Regions from separate parts of the Oryctolagus cuniculus genome. Here region 2 is linked to region 1. A link is a contact called in public Micro-C data. All regions are on one chromosome and are shown on one strand. Each heading gives the region's core, a stretch centred on a gene start, on an enhancer-like site or on the middle of the called end of the contact. The rest is flanking DNA. Distances are from core to core; before and after follow the strand shown. Region 1 overlaps PRICKLE2 (prickle planar cell polarity protein 2). Region 2 has its middle 7.5 kb from the start of PSMD6.

Region 1 (5,388 bases), core at 1,332-3,831:
CAATCCAGCTTCCTGAGAATGTGCCTGGAAGTCATTGGAAGATGGCTGTTGGGCCCCTGCCACTCAGGTGGAAGACTAGAATGGAATTCCTGGCTCCTGGCTTCTGCCTGGGCCAGACTTGACTGCTTGACTGTTGTAGCCATTTGGGGAGTGAACCAGTAGATGAAAGAGATCTCTCTCTTTCTTTCTCTCCTCCCCTCCCCGTCCTGTCTCTGTGGCTCTGTCAAATAAAAAAGTAAATGTATTTTTAAAAATGCTTACAGCTCAACAGTAATGACACAAATATCCCAATGGGAAAATAGACCAAGGATTTGAATGGATGTTTTCCCATGTATAATAAGTACATAAATAAAAAGATGTATAAAAAGTATATAAAGAGATGCTCAATATCATTAGCCTTTAGTGAAATGCAGATCAAACCCATAGTTAGATGCCATTGCACACCCAGAAGAATGACTTTAAGCACAAAGACAAAATATAAAGTCAAGGGTCTGGAGAAAATGCAACTCTTATTCACCAGTGGTGGGAATGTAGACTGGATCTGATATTTGGGAAAACAAGCTATCTGTCTAAAAATTCTGGACAGTTTTTCGAAATATTCAGTATCAAGTTACCATATGACTCAGCAGTACCCTATTCCTCCCTGGATAGCCAAGAAAACGGAAAGCAGATGCCCACACAGAATACTGGCATATACATATTCTGAGCAGCGTTCTGCACAGCCATGGAAAGAATGCAGATGTCCACCAACTGAGGAAAGGGGAGGTGTGATGTATCCATACAGTTCAGACTTTTTCAGCAATAACAGGAAATGAAGCGTTGATACATGCTTAAACCTAGATTAACCTTAACATCATGCTATGTGAAAGAAGCCAGTTTCAAAAGACTACATATCATATGATTCCATTTATGTAAAATGTCCCGAATAGGCAAAACCATAGAGACAGAAAATAGGTTAGTGATTGTCAGGGTGTGGGGGTCGGGCATTTGGGAAGTTAATGTTACTGCTCATGGGATTTCTTTTGTGTGTGACAAAAATATTGTAAAATTAGAGTGAGGAATACCTAAGTCCTTGTATATACTAACAGCCAGTGAATTATGCACTTTATTTTTTTTTAAAGATTTATTTATTTATTTGAAAGGCAGAGTTACAGAGAGACAGAGGCAGAGGCAGAGAGAGAGAGAGAGAGAGATCTTCCATCCCCTAGTTCAATACCCAGATGGCCTCAATGGCTAGAGCTGTGCCAATCAGAAGCCAGGAGCTGCTTCTGGGTCTCCCATGAGTGTGCAGGAACCCAAGGACTTGGGCCACCTTCTACTGCTTTCCCAGGCCATAGCAGAGAGCTGGATCAGAAGTGGAGCAGCAGGGACTCAAATCGGCGTCCATATGGGATGCCCACACTGCAAGGCGGCGGCTTTACCAACTATGCCGTAGCGCCGGCCCCAAATTCTGCACTTTAAAATGGTGCATTTTATGGTATGTGAATTTTTTTTTCTAACAAAGCTGTTATCAAAAAATTCAGGCACATGTGGGGATTAGAATTCTAGGCTCTTTCATTGCCTTTATAAGGTGCTACTGAAACAAATAAAAAAGATCATAGAATAGTTTATTTTCTTAAAATTTTCTCCCCCACTCCTTTCTTTTCTTTGTATTTTATTGAAACTAGAAATAGTTTTGTGTTGCTGACATCAACATTTTTATTGCTTCATCATTTTTTGTAGCCATGGATAAAGGACCAGATGGTAACCTTAAATGAAAAATGTTCAGTCTGAGGGAGAGATTTTTATCTTTGGCTATTGCCTTTTGAAATCATTCACATGCATGGTCTTCTGGTATATTCAAAACAACTACCAACATAGGGCAAACTTGGGTTTCTAATTAGCATTTCAACCCTTTCTGGCTCTTTAGGTAGAAATGTCTTTCCCATGAGGTCTTAGGGCAAGATTTGTTGAGAGGGGAAAAAATTATGTTTGCTTTTCCTAAAGAAAATCTCACCCACAATTCCTTTTAAAAACCACTCCTTCTGTTTTCCAAGGCTTAAGAAGCAGTGTGTTGTCAGTGTTCGTTAAATCTGCCGGTTGTGTTTCTGGTCAGCATATGTATTAAGTGTGTTTAATTGCTATTACAGTCAAGGAAATTGTGGTCACAGTCCATATGCGGCGGTCGGCCTCAGCAAATCAAAGTCATATGACCATTTCCCTTGAGACGCTGACTTAGAAGAAAAGGCTGCCGTCTGTGTGTCAACATTCGTAACACGCTTACCTGGTGGCTTCTGCTTTTGCACGGTGTTGTCTCACGCGCCTGCCACGCCTTCTACAAAGACAGGCGTGCTCTGGAACATAGCTTAAGATGCTTCTGCCAGAAGCCTGTTGCCAAGGAATGTGTTTATGGTTTGGGATCCAAGGACTGGTGACGAGCAGGCTTATGGAAAGAAATTGGTGGTGTTTTTTTTTTTTTTCTTTCTCCTCACCTGCCACCTTTGCTGCCTGCAGGAAGATCTGTCTGCACTGCAAGTGTCCCCAGGAGGAGCACATGGTGACAGTGATGCCGCTGGAGATGGAGAAGACCATCAGCAAACTCATGTTTGACTTCCAGAGGAACTCGACCTCAGATGATGACTCGGGCTGCGCCTTGGAGGAGTATGCCTGGGTCCCGCCGGGGCTGAAGCCGGAACAGGTACCATCCTTGCCGGGAGTGCCGTGGGGGGTTTTGGCTTTTCACTTGGTCTTGCTGGTCCTTCCTCATTCCAGTTCAGAAGTAAAGAGTTGTCTTTGCTGATTCAGAAAAAACAGTTGGGGCCAAATGGCTTGACGATGTCACCAGCCCGCTGGGAAATGAGGAAGGGAAATGGAATTGAGCCTGGAGGGATCCATGGCGAATTCATTCTGTGTTGCCAGGATTAATTGTGAACAGGGACTTTCTAGAAACGACTCAGACATGTTGGCTTTCACACAAACAAAACTTCATTCTTTTAGGGGGAACGAAGAAGAGCTCTACTTTGACCATGAATCTTGACCTTCAGATTCTTTATAAAGCAGAGTGAGGAAGTGTGAATGTGCCATACTCTTGCCAGTGATATATGCTATGTTTAAACATTAAGATTGGCCTCACTTTACAAAGAAAGACTTTGACATTTCCTGAAATATTTTGGCACTACCCACAGGCTGTAAATATTATTGACTTGGTGAGAAGAAGTTGGTTTCCTTCTGTTTCATTGCATATTTGTTGCTGGTATACAGATTTTGTTTTGCATTTCTTGGTACTTGGAATTTTCTCTTCCAACATCCCCATGCCAGCTTAGAAGCCCTTGGGTAAACTGGGGATTTTTATGACCTCCCTCTGAGCTTTCAGAGACAGCATGGCTGGAATCCTAGGACTTTGTCCATTGTCACCTATTCCTGACACATCAAGATTTCTTTCTTAGTGTCTGACAGGTTGTTTTAGAGCTCAGACAGCCTTGAAATGTTAATATAATATGGGAACTTTCGATGTGATAATAATTTTAGAAAAAGTTCTTCATGATTCAAGAAGAACCAGGAATTCACCAGTAACTTGCAGGTAATAGCTATTAGTTATTTCTCATTTTCTTCCTCCAGTGTTGAGGGTTCAAGTGGGTAGATGAAGAAGGACACACAGATAGGATGTGTTCAGTCTTCAAGATATAGTTTAAAAGCTTCATTATTTAACTGCTGTCTTTTGGATATGAGTTGGGCTCCAACCTCAGGCAGATGTTAAATCCCCAGAGTCGTGGGTTACTGGTAGAAGAGGGTGGAAATGTACTCAAGACATGCTGTTTGGAAGGCGGGCCCAGTGGGAGGTCCTTAGGTCATTAGAGACAAACCGCCAGGAGATAATTCTCTCAAGAGGGTTGTGATAAAAACCTTGTTTGGGTGCCAGCATTGTGGCATCGCTGCCTGAGATGCTGGAATCCCAGGTGAGCGCTGTTTCAAGTCCTGGCTACTCCACTTCTGGTCCAGCTCCTTGCTAATGCACCCTGGGAAGCAGCAGAAAATGGCCCAAATACTTGGACGCCTGCCACTCATGTGAGAGACCCAGAAGAAGATCCTGGCTCCTGGCTTTGGCCTGGCACAGCCCCAGTAGTTGCATCTACTTCTCATGCTAACTTTCATATAAATAAAAGTAGTAATTTAAAAATTTTCCACTGGGGCCCAGCTGCTGGGTTTCATGGCTCACCATGTGATCCTTCCTCTATGGGCACAACACCGTTGCTGTCTGCTACTCCACTTAGAGGCGGTACCAGTGGAACTGTCCAGTCTTGAAACTCCAACACTATTAGCTAAATAAACTTTGTTTCTTAATAAAGTTAATGGCCCCACTATTTCACTGTATAACAAAAAGATGATTTGGACAGCTACCACTACTGAAAAATTAGGCATCTTTCATGTAAAAGCTAATATTTGTCTTTTAGACATTTGCAGATAGGAACTTTCCTTCCTGCAAAGATATAATCAGCTGCACTAGAGTGCTCGTCATTCCTTTTAGACAAAATTTGATTGCATCCTGATCTGCATTAAATCCACTCTGTCCTTTTGTGTTACCTTCCTGACCCTAGAGACTCTTCAGGTTTGTTGTCTCTGTTCTGATTCTTACTATGAGGAGGGCAACTGTTATTTCAGAAACATTCACAGAGAATAATCTAGAGGAGAACTGAAAGTAGTTCTCTGCTATAGTAGTGATACTGGCAAGAAAAAAAAAAAAGAAATGGTTATTTCTTTCTTTTGTTCTGTTTCATTAAAAATTGTAATATTGAAGCACTCTTAAGCAGGGTGAGAGCATTTGATTGAGTCTGTCTGGAAACCCAGATGAGGTAGTTGATTGAATATCTTGTTTGACATTGCCATGCTGCTGCCAGGACTTGAGCAGTGAGTTCTCACACCTAGATAGATCTGTGAGCTCATTTTCCTACCAATCTCATTGTCATCAACTTATCAGCCACCTGTCTGTCTTTTGTTCACCTGAAGGATATTGCTTCCTGCTAAACTGGGCCCTGAATTTTCCAGTTACACTGCTTTCAGCTCCATTCTTAAAGAAGTTCTTCTCTGAGGCCATTCAACGTTATTCAGTGATATTCAGATTTCAGAGCAACCATCTGCTGATACTGACCCCAGAGAACAGGCAATTGTAGAAGCTAGGGTGTTGATTAAATTTACCGATTCCAAAAGTGAGGGCTTGTGGTATTTGGGGAGGGCTCTTGACTCATCCAAAATGAGTTTCTTCAGGAAGCGTGAAACTGAAATTGCTTTGCTTTGTTTTGAAAGAAAATGATTAATGCTGTTAAACAAATGATTTGAATTATGCCAAATGCAAGGATATTCTCATCTCTTGTAATTCTATTGTTGCTTGGGAGGTTTTCTCTCTCCCCTGTG
Region 2 (4,733 bases), core at 557-3,056, 190 kb after region 1:
GAGTTACTTAACCTCTCTGAATGTCTGTAACACAGAGTAAGATTAGTATTGTCTCATAGAGTTGTCTGATTCAATAGTTCACTGTGAGGGTGGGCACGGGGTGCAGAGGTTAAGACGCCGCTTGAGACTTCAGCATCCCATATCTGAAAGCCTTGTTTGAGAACCAATCCAACTTCCTGTTCTGTGGTCTCCCTAAGACAGGCACAGCCTTGTACGGAGACCACATGGAAATGGGGTCAACAATGGTATGGCCAAGAATCATGCCTCCCGTTGCTTAAAAATAAACGAAAAGGGGGAAATGTGGTGGAACGAGAAGGCCATGCCAAGATGGCCACTGGCAAGCCAGTGTCAGTTACTCAGGAATGGCTTTGAAATCCACCTGGCAACAGAGCCTGCCTGGCAACAGGCTGTGATTGGATGGCTTCGGAAACCACATGACAATGGAGCCTGACTGACAACAGGCTGTGATTGGATGGTTTTGGAAACTGCCTGGCAACAGGGTATGATTGGTTAGGGCATAGACCGCCCCTTGACCGGATTGGCTGCCTTGGCTATATAAGGTACTATACCAACTGCAATAAACGAGTCTGCAGGCTGCTTGCCTCACGCCTGCTTTCACCTGACTCCTGGGGTCTGTGTGGTGACTCCCCGCCTCTTGCCCCCACCACGCTCCTCCTCTCAGAACGAATCCACAGCAACATCGTTCCTGCTCACCCTGGGAGGCATCAGATGATGCCTTGGGTACTTGGATTCTCGCCACTCACATGGGAGACCCAGATGGAGTTCTGGGCTCCTGGCTTCAGCCTGACCCAACCCGGGCTATAGTGGGCATTTGGGGAGTGAACCAGCAGATGGTTGATCTGTCTCTCTGCCTTTTGAGTAAATAAAATAAGTAGGAGTTGCTTTTCTTTAAGTGACTTTATATATACTTAATTGTACTTGAACAAGCACCTGCAACACAGAAGGTGGTATATGGATTTAGTGACATAATGATTATTATTAATTTATGATAGATAGCAAAATAAAAGTTTCCTTATATGTATGACCCATTTAACTTACGAGGACATCAGAATCTTAGATGCAGTGCAGCTCAGATGTGTGTTTTCCGTGGTTTGAATTCATCAAGAACCCTGGCTTACAGGACACTGCTCCCGAGTCACCTCGTTCTTCACCCTTGTCCTCATTGGTATCATTCTAACTCTCTGTTAAAAATTACCGGCTTGGAAATCTTCTTTTCTCTTTTGAAATAATTATTTGAAAAGCAGAGTGACAGAGAGGGAGAGACAGTGAAAGAGACCTCCCAGACCTTGGTTCACTCCTCCAACAGCCGCAAGGGTGGGAGCCGGCCCGTAGGAAACCCAAGCCTGGGTCGTCATGGGGGTCTCCCAAGTGAGTGGCAGGGGCCCCAGGTAGGCCATCACTGGTGTCACGGGGTGGTGGCCTAACCCACTGGGCCACAGCGCTGGTCTCAACTTGGAATCATTGTGGGTTAAGGTTTTAGAATTTTTGGTTTGGTGGCCACATGTATCTGGTGGACCTTGACTCAGTACACGGTTGGCTGAAGGGAGGAAATAAAGACTTGGACATTTTCTGAGGCAGCAGTGGACGTCAGCGTTTAGAGTGGGGGAAGTGGTTCTTTAAGGCTCTTTGGCTTCATGGCAAAGTAGAATTCGGGGCGGCGTTTCTAAGGACATGCCCAGTTTTTATGGGAGTGGTTTTCTCCCTGATGAGAATCAGAAAACACCGAGATTTGCTGCGATTCCTAGCAAATGCCTCGGTAGCGTGCACCCGTCCCCTCCGCAGGGGTGTGGGCATCCCGCACCCACCTGGCCCGGAATTCCCAGAGGCCTGAGCAGCCTCGGGGCCTGGCTCTGCGGGACTCTGTGGGTGCTGCTGCCCTCTGCTGGTCATCGCATGAAACACCGCACACGTTTCCCCTAGAGCTTTTCAGAAAATGAAGGCTGTGACCCTGTGAGAAATCACAGGGAGCTGAGACTGGCTTTCAAAGCAGGATGGGTTAGAAACTCCTGCAGCCCTAGAGCCTGCCCCGCCCCCCAGGTCCACTGCAAGAAAGAAAGAAAAAAAAAACTCAAAAGAAAAGCAGCATAGCAATGCAGTAGATAAATCCAGTACAGTTCTGCTGTGTCTCACGCTGGGTGCAGCTCTTGGTCAATGTGCACAGTGTGGGTATTTCCCAAAGGTCACCTCTCCTGTCTCTGATTTACTAAGTTTTATGGTGGCTAATACAGTGCCATTGTCAATGTGTCCAGGGTTCTTTGTTCAAGTTTTAGAAGAAATTGCAAGTTATGAGCTCTGTGTTCTTTTTTTTTCCTTTTTTATTTATTTATTTATTTTTTGACAGAGTGGACAGTGAGAGAGAGAGACAGAGAGAAAGGTCTTCCTTTTGCCGTTGGTTCACCCTCCAATGGCCGCCGTGGCCAGCGCGCTGCGGCCGGCGCACCACGCTGATCCGATGGCAGGAGCCAGGTACTTCTCCTGGTCTCCCATGGGGTGCAGGGGCCCAAGGACTTGGGCCATCCTCCACTGCACTCCCTGGCCACAGCAGAGAGCTAGCCTGGAAGAGGGGCAACCGGGACAGAATCCGGCGCCCTGACCAGGACTAGAACCGGTGTGCCAGTGCCACTAGGTGGAGGATTGCCAGTTGAGCTGCGGCACTGGCCATGAGCTCTGTGTTCTAACTGACAAAGTCCATCTGGAAATAGTCTGAATTTGTACCCTTTTTTCACCCTTGATACTCTTTACCATTTTATTTTGTAAAGATTTATTTATTTATTTGAAAGGCAGAATTATAATGAGAGAGAGAGAGATCAATCTTCCACCTGCTGGTTTACTCCCCAAATGGCCACAATGGCTGGGGCTGGAACAGTCTGAAGCGAGGAGCCAGGAGCTTCTTCTGCTCTCCCACTCGTGTACTGGGGCCTAGTGCCTTGGGCCATCATCTGCTACTTTCCAGGCACATTAGCAGGGAGCTGGCTCAGAAGTGGAGCATCTGGGACTTGAACTGGCACTCCCATATGTGATGTTGGCGCGGCAGGCTGTGGCTTAACCTATTGCACCACACTGCTGATCTGACTATTTTATTTTATTTTAAGATTGATTTATTTATTTGAGAGGCAGAGAGAGAAGGAGGGAGGTAGGGAGTCTTCCATCTGCTGGATCACTCCCCAAATGGCCACAACACCCAGAGCTGTGCCAATCCAAAGCCAGGAGCCAGAGCTGCTTCTGGGTCTCGCATGCTGCTGTGGGAACCCAAAGACTTGGGCCATCTTCTACTGTTTTCCCAGGTCATAGTAGAGAGCTGGATTGGAAGTGGAGCAGCTGGGACTTGAACCAGTGCCCATATGGGATGCTGGCACTGCAGGCAGTGGCTTTATCAGCTATGCCACAGCACCGGCCTCACACTATTTTATTTTTTAAAGTTTTATTTATTTACTTATACATGTGTTTGAAAGTCATAGTGACTGAGAAAAGGCGGTGGGGAGGGAGGGAGGGAGGGAGGGATGGAGAGAGAGAGAGAGAGAGAGAGAGAGAGGGGTCTTCTGTTTACTGGTTCACTCCTCAGATGGCTGCAACAGCTAGGTCTGGGTCAGACTGAAGCCAGGAGCCAGGAACTCCATCCTTTCTCCATCATTGGCGACAGGGATCCAACCTGCTGCTTCTCCGGTGAATTAGCGGGAGACTGGATCAGAAGTAGAGTAGCGAGGACTCAGACACTCCCATAGGGGATGCCGGCGTCAAAAGGGGGTGGCCTGATCCACTGCATAACAAGGCCTGCCCTGTCCACCTTAACCTAGCTGTTAATTGGTCTTCTTTATTTAATAGACACCACTCCCTGTGAGTGCATACCCACTTATTTGTATCTTTTTGCAGCTGCCTTGTGTGTCACACAGTATCATTCACTCAGCTGTTCTGTCTTTGAGTGTTCATGTTGTTTCTAATTTCACAGTCTCAGATAATATTACATGCATAACATTTTGTATATGTCTTTTTACATTATTGGAGAAGTGTCTTCGAGGTATGTTCCCAGAGATGGAATTGCAGGGTCACGGGGTGAATAGGTGCTTGCATTCAACATCATTCCTTGGAGCAGATCCGATCAGGCTGTAAGTGGTCAGTGTTGACTGTGAGGGTAAGAAAGCAAGAGAAGAAGAAGGGAAGATTGAAAGTCAGGTGTGTGGGCGTGGCTCAGCAGTGCCCAAGAAGGCAGGGTGATTGGAAAGGAAGGATGGGTGACCTTGACCTTTTGGAAAGAACAGAAACAGTAGCACAAATGGTCTTTGTAGAAACAGATTTCCTGCTGGCTCTGTGTCTAGCGACATCCAGGTGAACTTGTCCCACGGTTGCTGGAGGGTGGCTCCTGGGTGCAGTCACTTTGTGCGACTTGGTTCTTCTTTCTGCCCACTGCCCGTCAGCTACTCCCTACCTCTTCTGCTCGGATGGCTGAATGCCTTCCTCCTGTCCACGCGTGCCATGGTTGCCGTGGGCTGCTTGCTTCCCGACCTCCCGTGGCTCCGATCCCTGCTCGGCCTTCCTGTTTCCTTGCACTATGGTGTCTCTGCCCACAAGCAATGCTGAATCTAATTCCAAGCAGCCAGAGTGTACGTGGCCCAGGTTTTCTATTTGGGACAGGGTTTTCTGTGCCAGGGTCCCTGTTGGCCACAGGAATTTGCTGAGCTGCAGCTCTGACTGGTTCCCTGGGTGTCGTGTGTCTA

What was found. Hi-C and Micro-C count contacts between places; a contact is called where the count stands out from the background.
Region 2: a contact with region 1 is called in a Micro-C map of ear pinna, with 7 times the contacts expected there. The contact joins two enhancer-like sites. A contact is called at or near these places in 2 of 6 Hi-C or Micro-C datasets (ear pinna and an unstated tissue).

What each region holds. Positions count from the first base shown.
Region 1 is chr10:85,473,715-85,479,102 of mOryCun1.1, forward strand. PRICKLE2 (prickle planar cell polarity protein 2) reads left to right here. Exons shown (of 9, transcript XM_002713291.5): 3 at 2,494-2,677. Among named protein-coding and RNA genes, the nearest start is that of PSMD6, 190 kb to the right of the region's middle. Within about 2 kb of position 2,582, at least 1 of the 8 cell types and tissues checked has an H3K27ac peak or open chromatin away from gene starts, as enhancers often do. A contact at or near this core is called in ear pinna, where this site is marked.
Region 2 is chr10:85,659,820-85,664,552 of mOryCun1.1, forward strand. No RefSeq gene overlaps it. Among named protein-coding and RNA genes, the nearest start is that of PSMD6, 7.5 kb to the right of the region's middle. Within about 2 kb of position 1,807, at least 1 of the 8 cell types and tissues checked has an H3K27ac peak or open chromatin away from gene starts, as enhancers often do. A contact at or near this core is called in ear pinna, where this site is marked.